3 separate regions of the Pan troglodytes genome follow, and regions 1 and 3 are each linked to region 2. A link is a contact called in public Hi-C data. All regions are on one chromosome and are shown on one strand. The core of a region is the stretch at or near the end of the contact, and the rest is flanking DNA. Distances in the headings are between cores, read along the strand shown. Region 1 has its middle 15 kb from the start of SOX2. Region 2 has its middle 520 kb from the start of SOX2. Region 3 has its middle 170 kb from the start of SOX2.

Region 1 (3,497 bases), core at 632-3,131, 510 kb before region 2:
TCAGATCCTAGCAACCACCTAAAGTTTCCAGTAGTAATTAGAGCTTTTATCGGGCTTGCTCTTCAGCCCTTTATATTGCCGATTTAGCGTTAAGGCATTAAGTCCACACACCAAATTAGCGCGACTCCCAAATAGCCACAACCACTTATTCTCCCCTTCCCTCATTTTGGTGGTTGGACACCAAGAGCATGGGCCTGGGACTTTTTTTTTTTTGGGGGGGGGTTTTACTTTGTTTTGATTTGATTTTTAAAACCTATTCGCTACCGCACTGTCTTGGAATATACTTGTTTCAGGCAGAGTTTTGCAAGGGACCTGAGCCATTATTTTGCAAACGCCTGGAAGAGCACATGAAACTCAGAGAACTACAATGCAGACGGCAACGCCTAGAAGGAATGGGTCCCCGCTGCTCGAATGAAAGATTAATTACATTTGCCCCAAAAGCCCCAATTCTAACGGTCTCTATCGCGGCTTTTGCCATCACTGAAGGACCGCTGTCTCTGGGGTCTTCAGACATCGGAGTCCTTTGCAAATGAAGAGCCCCCACCATTTGGAATTCGGGTCAAGGAGAAAGACTCTGAGCCTGCAGCAGTTTTTGTTTTTGCGTGTGCCCGCCTCTCCATTTTATTCAACTTCTTCTGCCTGTCGGGAAGCAGAACAATCGCTCCCCACCCACCCCCCTCCGCCCCGTTTCTAAGATAAACAGGAGGTGCAAAATGCTTTGCCTGCACACGCGCCCTCGTGGCCCAGACTTCCTGCAACCCCCAGCGCACCGGCCATGCAGCTGTCTCCCAACCAGACGTGGGAGAAGACATCCCCCCTTCACTCTTCCCACCTGCATTTAAAAACCATCACATTGACTGCTCTAGAGTCAGGTTCACATTTTTGGCCCTCCATGCCACCTTCCAGTTTCTTCCCGGTCCACTCTCTCTCTTTCTCAGGACCTAAAAAGTGACGGGGAGAGGGTGAAGAATTGGAGAAAGCAGCGGATTTTCAAAACGTATCCCCCCCGCCCCCCCATCTTTTAAAGTAGTATGTTACCACAAGGAGTGCATTTGGGAAACTTTCCCTAACAGGAGCTGGGCGCAGTGTTATTCTTCTCCATGGGTCTGCTGGCCTCCCCGCCCCCGCTGGACAATGCGTGCTTTGAGACTCGGTGGCCTGCAGGCAGCGGGAGACGAGGGGACTGGGCAGCCTTCCTCCAAGGGGCCCGCAGCTGGGGGAGCGCCAGGCAGGGAGCAGGGACAGGGAGGCGAGCCACGCAGGAAGGAAAACCATAAAAGTGCCATTTTTTCCCTCAGCCCTGCACAGAGGCAGGCTTTGAGGACCTAGGGGCAGGGCAGCTGGGGCGGGGTGGGGTGGGGGTGTTGAGAGGTTTTGCGTGTTCTTTTTACCCCCTTTCCCCCCACTGAAACATTTTATTTCGGCACATAATTATGCACTGCAGATTCTCCAACCTCCTCGCCCTCAATCTTGGTAACCTGGTCTTTGGTTAATAATATCGCAACTCGGGACTTCAACGCTCAGACCCCCTCCAGGCCCCAGCCTCCGTATTCTCGGAGCCCTCCACTACTGATACCTCTCGCGGAGTGCGGCGCCCCGGGAAAAGCCTCTTGGCCAGGGACTCTGGGACATTACTTTCTAGTTTGTTTTGTTTGTTTTTTGTTTTTCTCCCAGAGACCACCACCACCCTCATCCTCTTCAGGCAGCATTTAGGAGAGGACCTCTGAGATCAGCAGAAGCCCTCAGACGGTCACCATATTGGTGGAAGCGTTTGTCTGATGTTTTAAAACGTATACCAAACGGGGCGTCAGGGCCACGTGCTGTGCCTTCGAAACGCCGCCGCGGGCCCTGCCTTTCAGAGCTGCGGCAGCCGGGGCTGGCGTGGAGGGGGCGCTGAAACCACCGGCGGGCGTCAGGGGCCAGCGCTGAGCTGCAGATCTGGCCGCAGCGCTGAGTGAAGCGAATTATCTGGAGCGTGTTTGATCTGGGACTGCGTAGTCAGCTTCTGCTTTATTTGTTTGTTTGTAATCTCATATTTAGCAAGCCGGGACGGTGGCAGCAAGGGAGAAAGGACGGGATGGAGGAGGGGGCTTCGCGGTAACCACACCCCTTCCTAATGAGTTAATTTCCATATTTGCGCCTCCCGCATCTAGCGCCCTCTTTTTTTTTTTTTTTTTTTTTTTTTTTGCCTGACGCCACTGTGCTGTTGCGTCTTGCGCAGCGCAGACACCTCCACTCTGGATTGAAACGAAAAAGCTCGCGGTAAGAGCAGAAAATTGGTCTATTGATACATTCGCTCCGAGTGTTGATCTTGGCATCACCGGTAGCCGGTTAATTCCCCCACCCCGCCCCCGCCAGTGGGTCGCACGCGGATTGCCGAGGGCTTGCAGGCACTCAGGCAGACGCAGACAGAAACCCACATCGACCCCCGCCTTTCCCCGCCTCCAGCTGTCCGACCCTCAAGTCTCTTTCTTTTTCTTTTTTACCCAACTCCGGATTATTTTCCCCCTCAAGGTGAGGGCAGTGAGAGCAGCGAGGGCACAGTCCGCACAAAAAGGGGGAAAATAATCGCAAACCAAGGAACCAAAAGTGAAAGTTTCAAACTAGATACCAACCCTGATGGAGGTTGGGTGCTGACCCGACTGTGGGTACTTAAGAGAAGGAAGGAGGAAAACTGAGGTGGTGAGATTATGTCCACAGTATGGGTCGGTTAAAAGTTGTAGTAAATTAGTTTTGGGAGGGCCCTCACTAGAAACTCAAGGCGGGTTTCAGCAGATTTAACCTGGTTTCCTACACATTTTTGCGGTGATTCTGCTCTGGAAATTGGCGAAAGAGACAGACCTTTACAATTGCTCACCGCTCCCTGCCCCCAACCACCCTGCTTACTTTCGCGAAGCGCATTAGGATGTGGGCTCTGGCTTGAGCTCCAAAATAGCTTGCTTGTCAATTGCGAGCTGTAGCAATATCAAAGTGAACTGTCCCAAGTAACTCTTGTCTAGAAGCTGGGAAGAAGCTTAAGCAGCTCGCTTTAATGATGATTTGTAGCTCGGCGAGGGGCACGGACAGCAAACACCCCGCAGGTGTGTGCCGTAACACCATCATCCGGACTTGAATGTAGATTACTCTGGCGATCGTTTGATCGGCCCTTTGAAACCCTTTACAATTGCCTGTGACGAACGGCCAGTCTCAGTTTTTCTCTGAATAATCCCTGAGGGTAAGTCCTCCGGGCTTTTAAAGAGCTCTAGTATTTTTTTTTTTTTTAAGAATAAAAAGAAAAACGTTCGATTTTAGTTTAGACCTCGTCAACTTTTAGTCGCTAACAGGCATCACTCAAGCCAGTCAATACTTAATGACCGTTAGTTACCCTTGCTGTCTTCCTAGAAACCATATACATATGTGTGTATATATGTATGTGTGTGTATGTACCTACATACATACTTTGTGTTTATAAAAAGGAGAACAATGTTATTAATTTCATTTTCTTTAGTTTCATACCT
Region 2 (3,521 bases), core at 280-2,779:
AAAACCAAAATGCAAACAGGACTGGGGGAAAATTCTCTAGTCCAAATAGACACGCAACATGCAAACTGCTGTTGCAGTTTTGCAGACTGCTGTTAAAAATGGCACCATACATAGGTAAACTTAAAGTAAAATTTAAAAAAATTCATGGAAAACAAAACTAGAACAAACATTTTCATAGCACACTAAAAATAAATAAATAAATATATATATAAATAAATAAAAGGCACCATTAAAAAATCACAGCTCCTAGAGGCAGATAAAACCTCAGACTGGGTTTAGTCAAGCAGGATACCAAGAAAATTTTTTCATGGTTTTGGTAATTTTACTTCCTTTTTGTCTGCCTACAAGACTTCCTTCTACCTCAATGAGTGTTTATTATTATTACTATTATCATTTAACATAACTGACACAATTAGTCTTTTGAAAGAACAATAATGAGATGGACAAGTGGGTCTCTGGCTTTTGGAGAGGGTTATTAATAAGTCATTTGTCACTAATAGACTGGAAAAATAATTTGTGGCCTATGTAAGTGATAAAATATCCTTAATTTGAAGACATTGCTTATAGCAAGTGTTTAGGAGTTGAGAACCCACAGGACTGTTCAATAATGATATTGAGTCTAAATGCAATGGTAATAAGTAATCTGTTGTTATAATGATACCAGTTCCCATTTATTGAGGGCTTACTATGCACAAAGCACTGTTCTAAGCACTGGCATGCATTATCTCATTATACTTCACAACAGTCTCTATGAGAGAGTACTATTATTGACCCCACTCTACAGATGGTGAAAACAAGGCTTAGAGAGATCATCACTTGCTCAGTGCTACAGAGTCAGTTGTTAAGCTGAGATTTAAACCCAGATCTCTTTTACCCCAAAACCTGTTGGACTAATCTACAACACAACTTTGCCTTCTGTACTCTGAATCCTAAAATAGTCAAGCTGAAAGCAACCTCTGAGACTGCAGTCCAGCCTCTTTCTTGTACATATGAGAAAATTGAAGTTTTAAAAAGGAACTATGTCTTTCTCATCACCCTAATAACAAATTGGTGACTGAGCAGGCCTAGAACTCAGGTCTCTTGCCTTCAATTCCAGATAGAATGTCATTCTATCATTTAACAAAATTTGCATGACCCAGGAGACTAGAAGACTAGCTCTGCAGTTTAACACACACACACACACACACACACACACCAGATAAAATACCCAAGAGCTAAATTCAGGTTGCTTCTGTGTTTTCTAACTTGCAGCTGCTTCATTGCAGGATCATACAACACATGATGCGACAGGGACTTAAAGCCACACATAAAACATATTAAATGTAGTCAGCAGTGATGAGATTTGGTACCAAATAAGAAGCTTTAATTAATTTTAAATGGTGCTTTTCATAGTGTCAAAAGCTCAGTCCACTGAAGTGGAAAAGGGGGTTGGAATGGCCAGATCCTAGCAACCCAGCTAATCTGGGCCCTTCTGAGCAAGCTCATTTGGAATTCTTACATCAGTGCATCGGCACGCCGAGGTGGGGCTCATGGGGACAAACAAAATAGCAACCCCAACTCCGGCACTGCTCAGAATCCCGCATCCCGGGGAGGCCTGAGAGTTCAGCTGTATTAAGGGGCCGTTGGAGTTTCCCTGTTATTTGTCTACTTTTTGAGGATTAGAACTTCCGCTGGGCTGTGTTCATCTGTGCTGAGAATTTAAACTCGGTACATGCAACAACAGGAACAGCGAGATCTGCTAGAAACGTTCAAAAAGAAGTCTGTTGTGACTTTTAAAAGCTGTTAGATGCACAAAGAGCAATAAATTGAAGGGTTTCTGATTTCTTCGGGGAGTGTATATTGGGCAGTGATTTCTTTTTCTATTTCCTTCCCCCCACATCATGAGCCTTTGTTTCAAGGCTGCGACCGTACAGATATTCACCATGTAGACCTATTTGAGTAGCATCATTTTAGAAAGGCTGGTACACCCACACACACCCCCACACACAGGTGAACAGGAACCTTCTTTTTCTCTCCATGACATAGAAATAGAAACTATCGTTATGGTCCTTCTTCCTAGAGGCCGCAGAACCATGTAGTAAGAAGCAAACAGTAAGGACCAGTTGAGATTTTCTGTGACCCAATTCCCTGGATTTACAGGTGAGGAAACTGTGGCTCAATGTGCCATGACAAGAATGAGGACACAACTGCAGATTTCTCTATTTTCCTGTTCCTTTCATTATTACTCAGCTCATCATTTATAGGTATTGTTTATAAGAACAGCATATAAATAAGAGCCAGGTACCAGTTGGGAATGTGACATACTTACTATTTTCGATGTAGGGACTATGTTATGCATACATATTGATGACAATAATGATAAAAATTGTGACTAGTTCTTAACAAGTGAAGCATTCATTTCGGTCAACAATCGTGGATCAAAAATATTTTATTTCTGCCTATTACTTTATCTTACATAAATGCACGGCTTGTCATGTGAACATAACTAACACAAAATAATTATAAGTTTCTGAGGATCATCCATTCATTGACAAGAGTTATAAGCTTTTTTCTTTTTCCCCAAACTCAGACGTGACTCTGTTTTGTCCCCTACAGAAAGAAACAGTAAAACATCATCCAGTCCTCACCCATGCTTTCTGTCCCTGTTGTATGAACAGGGGTCTAGAATCAAGACCATCCTGCAGCCTAGGTGATTTGCTATTAGTGGTAGGAATGTGCACAAAACAGTTTAGGCCAGCATCCAAAAGCACATATCTGTTCAGTGATCTAGTTCCTGAAAAGGAACTAGAAATGATCAGGTTTCCATCACAGGATTTTTAGAAACTTGATATTGGCAAGATTGGAAATATTTTAAGGAGATTCTTTTTAGGTGTTCCTGTTTTTTCTACATTTCTAGCCTATATCAAATTAGAGTGAGAAAGAAAAGGAAAGAGCTAAGAGAATAACAATTGTACTTTGCATTACATTGAGGAACACTGATTTTCTAGCATTAATTTTTAATATTTACTAATGAAAAGTCACAGAAACTCAGGTAAACTCTTTATTGATGGTTTTAAACATTTTTTTTCTTAGTATACTTGAGATATCCTTCACAGTTGTTTAAGTCATTTCATTAACTCTGTATTGAGTATCCCAATAGGTTTTTCCCCTGCAAACAATTGAATTTTCTTTTCTACCTGTCCTTTTGCCTCCTTAAACACAATCCAAATATGGGATGCTGGTATTAGTATGGTTATTACTGGACTTTTGAAAGCATCTTTTTGGTCTTATCTACCAATCATTCCACTCAGAAGAAAAAAGTTAAATTGAATGGAGCCTGCTTGTCTTGTTAATAATAGTAGCTCTCATCATAGAAATATTTTATACAGTACTTATTCAATATCTTCTGAGAGATGTGTGTATGTGTATAATAATATTTTTAAAAATAAGAAAGTTCTTGGCATATATGAAGTATAAAACTACCAAATATTAAAATAACTGAATCAATAGAATTTATAAATAGATATTTGTTTTGCCCATCT
Region 3 (3,394 bases), core at 673-3,172, 360 kb before region 2:
GAAATGGGAGCCTTTGGATCATAACATTTCAGATAGATGGTTCTTTAGATAATATAAATTGTTGCATTATTTTGTGAAGATAATTGAATGGTTTACCAATAATTATCAAAAATTCTTAAAAAAAAAACCCCACATTCTTGTGACTAGTAAATATCCCTGTAAGAGAGACAGTACAGTCCAGGTTCAAATCCATGCTTTCTTGCTTACTGGCTGTGTGACCTTGAGCAAATTCATTATTTTTCTCCACTATATTTCATCATTTGTACTTACCTCTTAGTGTTATTTTGATGACTAATTAAATTAATAAAGCTATTATTAAAAAAAATAAGGAATCAGCTGGGCATGGTGGCTCACACCTGTAATCCCAGCAATTTGGGAAGCCAAGGTGGGTGGATCACCTGAGGTCAGGAGTTCAAGACCAGCCTAGCCAACATGGTGAAACCCCGTCTCTACTGAAAATACAAAAATTAGCAGAGCATGGTGGTGCCCACCTGTAATCTCAGCTACTCGGGAGGCTGAGGCAGGAGAATCCAGGATGATTCTGTTGAACCCAGGAGGCAGAGGTTGCACTGAGCCAAGGTCACACCACTGCACTCCAGCCTGGGTTCCAGAACAAGACTGTCTCAAAAAAACAAACAAACAAACAAACAAAACCATATATATATGTATATGGAATTTCGACAAAGATTTATGTTTGAAGATACTTGTTTCTAAGGTATTCATAATAGTGAAAATTTGAAACCAACCTGGAATTTGAATCCAATCCTGGAAAAGTGAGAAAATAAGTAGGAGTTTACTATTTATATAGTGAGATGTTAACAACAAAACAACATTGCCAATGAATTTATAAAAATTGTGGAGCCTGGGCGTGGTGGTTCATGTCTATAATCCCAGCACTTTGGGAGGCCGAGGCAGGTGGATCACGAGATCAGGAGTTCAAAAACAGTCTGGCCAAGGTGGTGAAATCCCGTCTCTACTAAAAATACAAAAATTAGCCGGGCGTGGTGGTGGGTGCCTGTAATCCCAGCTACTCAGGAGGCTGAGGCAGGAGAATTGCTTGACCCCAGGAGGCAGAGGTTGCAGTGAGCTGAGATAGCACCACTGCACTCCAGCCTGGGTGACAGAGCAAGACTCTGTCTCAAAAAAAAAAAAAAAAAAAAAAAGATTGTATACAGTTTGATCACAATTATATAAATTACATAAAAACATTCATAGCAAAAAGATTTGGAGTATATACATAAAAATGTTACCTCTGAGTGGTGATATTCTGTTGTGGATTTAATTTTTTTATTATTACTATTATTATTTTATATTTTCCAGAATTAACCAAACTTCTTTCCTTCTTTCCTTGCTCCTCTCTTTCTCTCTCTCTCTTTCTGACTTTTTTTGTAGAAATAGGGTCTTGCTCTGTTGCCCAGGCTGGCCTCATACTCCTTGCCTCAAGTGGTCCTGCCACCTAGGCCTGCCAAAGTGCTGAGATTATAGATATGAGTCACTGTGCTCAGCTCAGAATTAAGTTTCCGGAGCATTATCTTTCTAATCAGAAGAGAACACAAAACAAAAATTAAATCATCACTAAATATTATTTAAGGGAAAAGCAGGGCCCTTAGTTGTGAGCCAGCTTGACCTCTGGTGAGGCTGAGAAGCCTGAACCTTCTAACCATAGCTGTCCTCTTGGCCTGTTTTTCTATGGATGCATTATGTTAGTGAGTGCACTTCAGCAACTGTTTGCCAAGTTCTGGATTTTTTAATAATTCCTCTTCATCCTTTTTTATATGAGAAGGTAGTGACCGTCCTGGAAATATATGTCATTTCAGCACTCCAGTTGGCTCTGGATCCTGAATTGTTGCAGCCTGTTTGCCTGGTAATCTCCTTGTCTGTGTAAGTTGTTAGGGGCAACCAAAGGCAGCTGATCACTTAATTGTTGAAGGCCAGAAACCTGGCTCTTTCATTAGTTCCCATCATGTTCTTGAGAGCAGCCAGTGTTCGGCCTCGCCAGGTTTTCCATCCTTTCTAATTGAAATGGTATACTTTTCTTTGGTGTACTCACTGAGACTTTAGCCTGATGAGTGGTATACAGAAACAGCTGCATACTAAAACAAATTAAAATTTTTCTATTGTTGATCATAGATAATCTATTTAAGGCAGATAAATGAAACCATCTTGGTGTCAATGACATACAATAGAGTGTTTTTGTTTTTTGGGTTTTTTTGTTTTTTTTTTTGTTTTGTTTGCTTGTTTGTTTGTTTTTGAGACAGAGTCTCGCTCTGTCGCCTAGGCTGGAGTGCAGTGGCGTGATCTTGGCTCACTGCAAGCTCCGCCTCCCGGGTTCACACCATTCTCCTGCCTCAGTCTCCCGAGTAGCTGGGACTGCAGGCGCCCACCACCATGCCTGGCTAATTTTTTGTATTTTTAGTAGAGACGGGGTTTCACTGTGTTAGCCAGGATGGTCTCAATCTCCTGACCTTGTGATCACCCCTCCTCGGCCCCCCAAAGTGTGGGGATTACAGGCGTGAGCCACCGTGCCCGGCTTGTTTTTTTGTTTTTGAGACAGAGTCTCGCTCTTTTGCCCAGGCTGGAGTGCAGAGGTGTGACCTCGGCTCACTGCAACCTCCGCCTACTGGGTTCAAGTGATTCTCCTGCCTCAGCCTCCAGAGTAGCTGGGACTACAGGCGCCCACCACCATGCCCAGCTAATTTTTTTTTGTATTTTTAGTAGAGACAGGGTTTCACCATATTGGTCAGGCTGGTCTCAAACTCCTAACCTCGTGATTTGCCTGCCTCGGCCTCCCAAAGTGCTGGGATTACAGGCGTGAGCCACTGCGCCCGGCCCAGTTTTTTCTTTGCTTAAAATTGGCATCACACTGTTCCATGTTTTCTTTTTCATTTTTGTTAGGTTACTGATTGAGAATCCTCAAATACATGGAAATTGTGGGTACCTTGTCTTTTTTTTTTTTGCAAGACGGAGTTTCACTCTTGTTGCCCAGGCTAGAGAGCAGTGGCGTGATCTCAGCTCACTGCAACCTCTGCCTCATGAGTTCAAGTGATTCTCCTGCCTCAGCCTCCCTTGTCTTCATATCAAGCAGTATTGACTTCCAATGAGTCTGTTTCCTTATGTAGTCTAGAGTATTGGTATTTTATGGGCAAGTGTAGTTAAATCAAATGTCCAAATCCAGTTATTTAAATGGGCAGTAGCGTTTTGAAGAGCTTAATTTGCCTTAAAAAAAAAAAAGATTTCCCTTTCTCTTCCTCCCACCAACCCCATGGATAGTTTTTCTAACACTGAGGCTTTGAGAACCTAGTGCCAAAGCAACCAGTTGGAAAGAGAAACATCCACGTAATGACTGGTTGTTTTGTCTATGCAGTGTGAAACAAGAAGTTGGCATGATTTTATT

What was found. Hi-C and Micro-C count contacts between places; a contact is called where the count stands out from the background.
Region 1: a Hi-C map of stem cell-derived neural progenitor cells shows a contact between it and region 2, with 7 times the contacts expected there. The contact joins two enhancer-like sites. A contact is called at or near these places in 1 of 7 Hi-C or Micro-C datasets (stem cell-derived neural progenitor cells) and 1 of 1 datasets of contacts at active chromatin or transcription factors (stem cell-derived excitatory neurons).
Region 3: a Hi-C map of stem cell-derived neural progenitor cells shows a contact between it and region 2, with 4 times the contacts expected there. The contact joins two enhancer-like sites. A contact is called at or near these places in 2 of 7 Hi-C or Micro-C datasets (induced pluripotent stem cells and stem cell-derived neural progenitor cells).

Annotation. Positions count from the first base shown.
Region 1 is chr2:184,901,915-184,905,411 of NHGRI_mPanTro3-v2.0_pri, forward strand. No RefSeq gene overlaps it. Among named protein-coding and RNA genes, the nearest start is that of SOX2, 15 kb to the left of the region's middle. Within about 2 kb of position 1,882, at least 11 of the 24 cell types and tissues checked have an H3K27ac peak or open chromatin away from gene starts, as enhancers often do. A contact at or near this core is called in stem cell-derived neural progenitor cells, where this site is marked.
Region 2 is chr2:185,411,677-185,415,197 of NHGRI_mPanTro3-v2.0_pri, forward strand. No RefSeq gene overlaps it. Among named protein-coding and RNA genes, the nearest start is that of SOX2, 520 kb to the left of the region's middle. Within about 2 kb of position 1,530, at least 13 of the 24 cell types and tissues checked have an H3K27ac peak or open chromatin away from gene starts, as enhancers often do. A contact at or near this core is called in stem cell-derived neural progenitor cells, where this site is marked.
Region 3 is chr2:185,054,824-185,058,217 of NHGRI_mPanTro3-v2.0_pri, forward strand. No RefSeq gene overlaps it. Among named protein-coding and RNA genes, the nearest start is that of SOX2, 170 kb to the left of the region's middle. Within about 2 kb of position 1,923, at least 5 of the 24 cell types and tissues checked have an H3K27ac peak or open chromatin away from gene starts, as enhancers often do. A contact at or near this core is called in stem cell-derived neural progenitor cells, where this site is marked.